Regions from separate parts of the Sus scrofa genome. Here region 2 is linked to region 1. The links are chromatin contacts, called in public Hi-C maps. All regions are on one chromosome and are shown on one strand. Each heading gives the region's core, a stretch centred on a gene start, on an enhancer-like site or on the middle of the called end of the contact. The rest is flanking DNA. Distances are from core to core; before and after follow the strand shown. Region 1 holds the start of CHCHD4 (coiled-coil-helix-coiled-coil-helix domain containing 4). Region 2 holds the start of HDAC11 (histone deacetylase 11).

Evidence for each region. A called contact is a pair of places that touch in the nucleus more often than the background predicts.
Region 2: a contact with region 1 is called in a Hi-C map of liver, with 3 times the contacts expected there. The contact joins the promoter of HDAC11 here to the promoter of CHCHD4 in region 1. A contact is called at or near these places in 2 of 47 Hi-C or Micro-C datasets (heart right ventricle and liver) and 1 of 2 datasets of contacts at active chromatin or transcription factors (alveolar macrophages).

Annotation. Positions count from the first base shown.
Region 1 is chr13:70,415,235-70,418,717 of Sscrofa11.1, reverse strand. CHCHD4 (coiled-coil-helix-coiled-coil-helix domain containing 4) reads right to left here and starts at 1,392. Exons shown (of 3, transcript NM_001243499.1): 1 at 1,199-1,392. The coding sequence starts at 1,220. It overlaps TMEM43 (transmembrane protein 43), which reads left to right and starts at 1,505. Exons shown (of 12, transcript XM_021069380.1): 1 at 1,505-1,741. The coding sequence starts at 1,730.
Region 2 is chr13:70,878,384-70,881,608 of Sscrofa11.1, reverse strand. HDAC11 (histone deacetylase 11) reads left to right here and starts at 1,746. Exons shown (of 10, transcript XM_021069384.1): 1 at 1,746-1,852; 2 at 2,798-2,946. The coding sequence starts at 1,851.

The DNA of each region.
Region 1 (3,483 bases), core at 143-2,642:
ACAAGAGACCTACTCTCTAACAAAGCGGTGAGGGCAGAGGACTTTTGCTCAAGGCAGAGTTAAATATCAATCAATTAAAATAGCACTCATTAGAGACATCGTGAGTATTATGACTTTATGACCCAGGGAAGGAGGGTTCTGGAAGCAGAATGGGGTACTGGGGGAAAGGCCTAGCATTTTAGATTGAGCTGTTTTCCTACCTAAGCATGACCTTGGGTAGATCACCTCCATCTCTGGGCTTAAGGGTCCCTCAATGACCTGAGGGAGCTAGACTATTCATTAAAGAATTTCAGGGAGAGTTCCAGCTCTCTCTGGAGCTTTAAAGTCTCAGGTGTTCACCATCACCCTCACCTGGCACTAAAAAGGTGCTTCATGAATATGTGGAGAAGGAAGGAAGGCCTACTTCTCATTTTACAAGACTGAACACTGGGCCTTGGAGGGGCTGGGTGACAGCTCAGGGACAAAGAGCCAGTTAGCGGTTGTGCGCGGAGGCCCTCGAACCCCTGGCCTGGAGACTTCTGGGGTTCCAGGAGAGGTAACAAGGAGAGAGACCATAGACAGAAACCTATTTAGTTTTGTTTTTTTGGGGGGTTGTCTTCCCAACGGAAGGCTCCCTGGAATCCACTGGTCACCAGGCTGGGCAGCTCTGGAATCAGACCGCGGGGGTCCAACCCCAGCTTCCGGACTTGCCGGCATCATGGCATTAGCCTAGTCACCTCTGGGTCGCTGTTTACTCTCGGGAAATGAACAGGGCCTGGCTTAGGGCGCACCAGCGCCTGACCGGTCCCCTCGGGCGGTACTCCACGCCGCAGCACAGAGCACGCCGAGGGCGACTTTCCAGGACTGTTGACGGGCGGCGCAAACCGGAACACGTGGTGTGGGTAAGCGCCATAGTAACAATTAATACCTATAAACTCTCCGTTAGGAGCCAGCGGCAGCGCGCTCGCACTCCTCCGACCCCCAGGCCTAATTTAAGAGCTCTCTCACGTGGTGGTCCCTCAGACGTCCGGGTTCGAGCCTCACGGTGACCTTGGACCGCCTCGCTTCTCCCCGCTGCCCATCTGTAAAGCGGGGATGGAGACCCGACGCAAGGGTCCGAGGACTATCTTCCGCACCAGTGGTGGGGCGCGGGGGCCGCACAATCCGCCTGTTCCCTGCAGGCCCTCGTAGGCCGTCTCTAGGTACCCCGCCCTCCTACCTTCCTGCCGGCAGTAGGCCATAGTGCAGCCCGGCGCTCCAACCTCGCGGTGATCGCGGTGGCTGCCTCACGCCGTGACCTCTCCCCGGCGAGGCGGGCGGCTGGGAGGCCCGTGCGGACCCGCCCCCTCCAGGCCTGCCCTCCGCGCGCCTGCCTCGGAGCTCCTAGCCCGGCCTTCTCAACCGGGAACTACATTTCCCAGCAGGCCGCGCGCCGCCGAGCAACTCCCTAGACAGAAGGAACTGCAATTCCCAGAATGACCTGCAATGCGCAGGTGCACCAGTGAGGTACCGGGTAGGTTGCAACTTCCGGAGAGGGCACCAGACTACGTTTCCCAGGAGGAGGCGCGGCGGGCGAGAGCAGAAAAACCGCGGCTTGCGGGGCGTTGCTCTGTAGCGCATCCTAGGGCTCCGGGCTTCCCGCGCCTTTTGGCCGCCATCTGGCTGTCGAGAGGTGGCGGGATTCCGTGGTGCAGCCGTAAGTCCGTTTTCTTGCTGAGCCGAGTGAGGCGGGCGGTGACCGGATCCTGCCATGGCTGCGAACGTGAGTGTCCCCGGCTTCGCCGGCCACACCCAGGCTGCCTCGTCCACTCTCCCGGCCGCCCGCCGTAGCCCCTTGTGCGGCTAACCGCCTCCGTGCAGCCGGCCCTTCCTCCCTCTCGCTCCCGGGTCCGCTCCTTCCGGCAGGGCAGCCAGGTCGTCCGTACGTGCGGTCAGCACCCGGTGGTCCACGTCCTCCTCGGGGGCGCGTGGTGGTAGAGACGCAACCTCTGGAGGTGTGGCTCTGTCTCCGGGTCCGCTTATGTGCGGCGCCTCCGCGCAGCTCCTTCTTTCCTTCTCGGTTCCCGCCTGCGCCTTTGGGATTCTCACATTTGCGGACTTGAGAGTTGGACGGGACTTCAGACAGGAGTCCCCCATGGGGTGTGTGGGGAGGCAGATATCGCCCTGGTGAAGCTGTCCAGAAACGCACTGTCCTAGCAGGCACTGAGGTCCCCGCTCCAGGGAGTATGTAAACCAAGGCTCTGATGTTGTGCAGAGGGGCAGACTAGTTTGGAGCAGAGGAGTTAGCATGACTGGGAGAGGGAGCATTTCCCTACTGCTGGCCCCTCGTCTTCCTGGCTTTGGCTTGGTTGGAAAGGCCCTGGCTGAGGGCGGTGCCCTTGGAAAGGCAGCTGCTTTTCTCCCTGCTTTTCTGAGGAACCTTTCTATTTAAGCCCCACATTCATTCAACAAACCGAGGGGCACCTGCCAACAGGGTGCTGGGTGTGGGAGAAGCTGGTGACTCATGTTCCTGTCTTCTGCAAAAGTGCCTCTGGTGCCAGCTCGGAGCCCAGCCAGCTGAGGCACTCCCTCCCTCCTGCTTTGGTGGCATGTCCTAACCACTCTCTCTCTTGGCCTTTCACACCCTCTTAACAGGCCCTTCCTCTGTCCCCAAGGTCCTCTCTGCCTTCCACACCCCCTGAGAAGCCAGGGTTTGCCTCACCCACAGCCCCAGCACACTTTGCCTGAGTTTGCATTGTCTGGGAGGCCAAGAAGCCTTTGAAAAAGCACCTAGAAAAGCCTCAGAGGTGGTCCGGGAGACCCAGGGTCTTCCCTCGGCAGAGCGCAGTCAGGAGACCGCCAGCCCCCCCTCCATAATGACCACTTTACAGATAGGGAACTTTCCCAGCAGAGAAAGGCCCTGCCCAGGGTTGCAGAGCCAGCCTGGCAGGCTACATCTTGGGTGAGCGTAGCAGGCTTTGGAGTCGGGCTGACAAGTGGTCTTAATCTCTTGAGGTTTATGTTTCCTCATAGGATCAGTTAACCTGAAATTTAAAGGAAAACCATGCTTAACACACTTAATGCACTATAGGTTCGTACTTAATACATTAAAAAAAAAAAAAAAAAGTAGAGTTTATCCGCACAGTCCTAGTGGACAGAGACCATCTTGGGTATGTTGGTATCCTGACCTTTGTCAAGGAATGTAAATGAATGTGGGTATCCTCTGCTGCCAAGTCTTTGTTGATTCACCCAGCAATGCGGTCCACATTTGGGGGCATCAAGCCATGTGAGGAAGAAGGAAGATGGTGGGGTGGAGCAGGGAGGCAGCAGAATTCTTCTTCACTGAAACAGCCGTCCGTTGATACGGTTACCATCTCCATTCCAAATGAGCAAACCAGAGCAGAGAGGTGGAGCAGCTTACCCAGGGGTACACAGCGGGTGATTTTCAGGGCCCAGATGCAGAGCTCTTCCCACAGCTCACTGCTCATTGCTTCTGATCCTGGAGTAGTGAGTGGGGAGCAGGCA
Region 2 (3,225 bases), core at 497-2,996, 460 kb before region 1:
ACTAGGATCTGTAACAAAGAGACCCCCAAATGCTCAGCGCAAATAATATGATTTGTTTCTCTCAAAGGTACTAGTGTGGGTGGTGATCCAGGCTGGCATTGTGCTTTGAGGGTGTTCTCAAGACCCGGGGCTCCCCAGACAACCTCCCTCCTCAGCCACACAGGCCACAACCTAAAAAACTCTCTTACCCAGAGCAATCTCACTCTTTTTGGCCTCAGGGCCTGGATCTAGTCTGCCCCAGATCTTTGTTCTCTCAACAAGAAGTTCATCCATGTGGCTTCCCCAACCACAGAGCAAGCTCCCTGAGATGAATTCAGTCACTCTCAGGGAATACAAGGCCACTGTGTGCAATTTCTCCCTTGTTGCTATTATTCAATATTAACTTTTTCTTTCTGTGGCTATAGTTTATCTATTCACATTCCTGACCTTTGGGCAAATGACTTCATTCTGTGCCCCAGTTTCCTCATCGGTAAAATGGGGATAACCAGTTTCTCAGGGTTGCAGTAAGGATCAAATGAGCACAAAGCTTTTAGAATTGAACCTAGCACACACTACATGTTGTTTAAATAATAATCAGCATGATCATCTCTTTTGATTCTCTCAACTTCCCCACGGGGTGAAGGGGTAGCCATGACTTCGTTTTCAGACACAAAATTAAGGGTCAGAAAGCCAAAGCCAGTGGCTTAAGGCCACAGCAAGGGCGGGAGTCTGGTTTTAACCCAGACCTCAACCTCAGTTACCTCCTGATGAAAGTGGGGTGATGATGGTACCCTCTGGAGGTATTAGGTTGTGAGAATCTAGTATCATCATGTAATCAAGGGACGGGCACGTGGAGGGCACTGTTCAAATGCCTGGGCCCTTTCCTTACAGTGCTGCACCCTGTCACACCGACGCTCTCACGGAGCCACTAGGGATCCCAGCTGCCCTGCTCCGGGCAGCCCTGGGGTCAGCTGCTTCTGTTTGATGGGCGGGGCAGCTGGGCCAACAGAGAAGCCCGTTGTCTCTGTCCTCTGGGGCTCAATTGTTGGCGCTCCTACCAGTGTCCACCCCCAAGACACTCTCAGCTGTCAGCGGGGCTTGTCTTGGCTTCCCGAGGTGGGGGAGGGGGGGTGTGCAGATAAACAACTGTACTCTGAAGACTGGATCACCAGCCTGGTTCTACCGATAAGGACACTGAGGCTTAGGGAGCCTAAGTGACTACGTGGGGAGCGAGCGCTTGTCGCTTGTCAGAACTACCAAGGATGGGGCTGGGGAGTTGCGAGGGGATGTTCCTCAAGTCAGAGAGGTCGTGGATCTCATTAAGTCAGAGATGTCAGGGCCAGAACACACGGCCCCCACGCTCCCATTTTACTCGTGGAAACAGAGACCCCAGAGCGCAGACGCTTGACCAAGGTCACACAGCTCTGCTAGGAAGCCTGGCATTTCTATCTCTTAGGATCTTCCAGCTTTCACACAGCGCAGAAAGGACGAGCGGCCCAAGGCGGGGCATAACGTGGCCCCTCCCCAGGGCCGGGACCATGCTTTCCATTCCAACTGTGACGAGCTGCCCTCCCCCTAAGGGGCGTGGCTTATGAGCCAGGCGCGATCCCACTGGATATTTGTCCCCGGAAGGCGGAATTTCGCGCTTGATGGGAGTTGGGGGCGTGGCTGTTTCCCCCCAAGAGCTCCGCGCGGGACTCCAGCCCTCTGTGACGCAGCGCGGGTGGGGGCGGGGCGGAGCCAAGCCTTCGGAGCACCGCCCCTAGCGGAGGCGGCCGAGGCCGGGGGCGTGTCCTGGGCGGGGCGGCCCCGGCGGCCCCGCCCCGCCCGGTTGAGGAGCAGTGGCCGCGCAGGGAGGGCCAGGTCCCGGGATGTGAGTGTGGCGGGGGTGGGGTCGCGGGGTGGGGCGCTGGGCCAAGCCCTGAGGGTTCCCAAGGGTTCCTCTGGGTGGGAGTACCAATGCGCAGGCGGCTGGGAGAGCCCGCCAAGTCGGGCCCAGGTATGGAGGGCTACCGCTCGGGCCGCGTGTGCTCAGGCCGGCCCCGCATGTAGGGCCAGCCCCGCGCCACTAATCTGCGGCCTCTGGAACCGGCGCCGGCCCGCGACGCGCGCGGGTCTGACGTCTGCCCTCGGGCTCCACTGGCTGTGCGGAGGCCCCCGCAGTGGCAGCAGGGTTTCTTTTCCCTGTGTCGCAGCGGCCGGGGAGGTGTGTGTCTGGTGGGGGTGAGCTGCGCGGCGGGGCCGAAGTGACCCCCATTCCTAGCTCTGGGTTGGGCCGCAGCCAGCGGGAGCCGCGACCTGCTGTTTCTTGGAACTGCCACCACCAGCTCTCAGATATAGGGCGCTTTCTGTGCTCGGTCGTTAGACGCATTATCTCAAGCCTCCCTACAGCCACACATTTTACAGTTGAGGAAAGCGAGGCCTAAAGCCACACAGCTGTTGGCTGTTTTGTTATCGTGTAGAGGTGAGGCTCTGAGGCCTTATAGCCAGACACACCTGGGTGCACATCCGCTGCTCCACAGGCCCTGTGTGATCTTGGACACACCTGGTCCCCTCTCCCGCCTCTGCTGGGATGGTGGTGCCTACATACTACAGGGGCGGCTGCGAGGACTGGGCTGGAGAGTGCGCAAGCTCAGGGAGGAGCTCTATTATTATTGTTGCTGCTGTTGCTAAGTGGCCCTTTTTCTGCCGCTGAGGGAGCTGCGGGACTGGATCAGGACTGTCTGTTCAATCAGAGCCTGCTGGTGCAGAAGGGGAGGCAGTTTCCCACACTGAGATTGTCCCTGTCTGTGTGTGTCTGTCTCTCTGCTCATGGAAGGCCACACACAACCCAGCTGTACCAGCATGTGCCGGAGACGCGCTGGCCCATTGTGTACTCACCGCGCTACAACATAACCTTCATGGGCCTGGAAAAGCTGCACCCCTTTGATGCAGGAAAATGGGGCAAAGTGATCAGCTTCCTCAAAGGTATGGAAGGCCCCACTTGCACCCTGCATCTGCTTCCTCCAACCCACCTGCCACCCCCCCACCCCCCGCCGTCTTTCCCAAACACCGGCTTCCAAGCCTCCCACCTGCAATGTCAGCCCTCAGGCTGCCTCCCACCTGTGCTGTCAAAAGGATGTTTCCAACACCAATTTCTAAGCAGGCTATGCCCCTGTATCACACCTGCACTGGCTCCCTATGGCTGGGGGCCTGAAGCCAGTCTCTGCCCCTGGAGGCCCAGTAGCGGGAAAGCTGTTTACCATG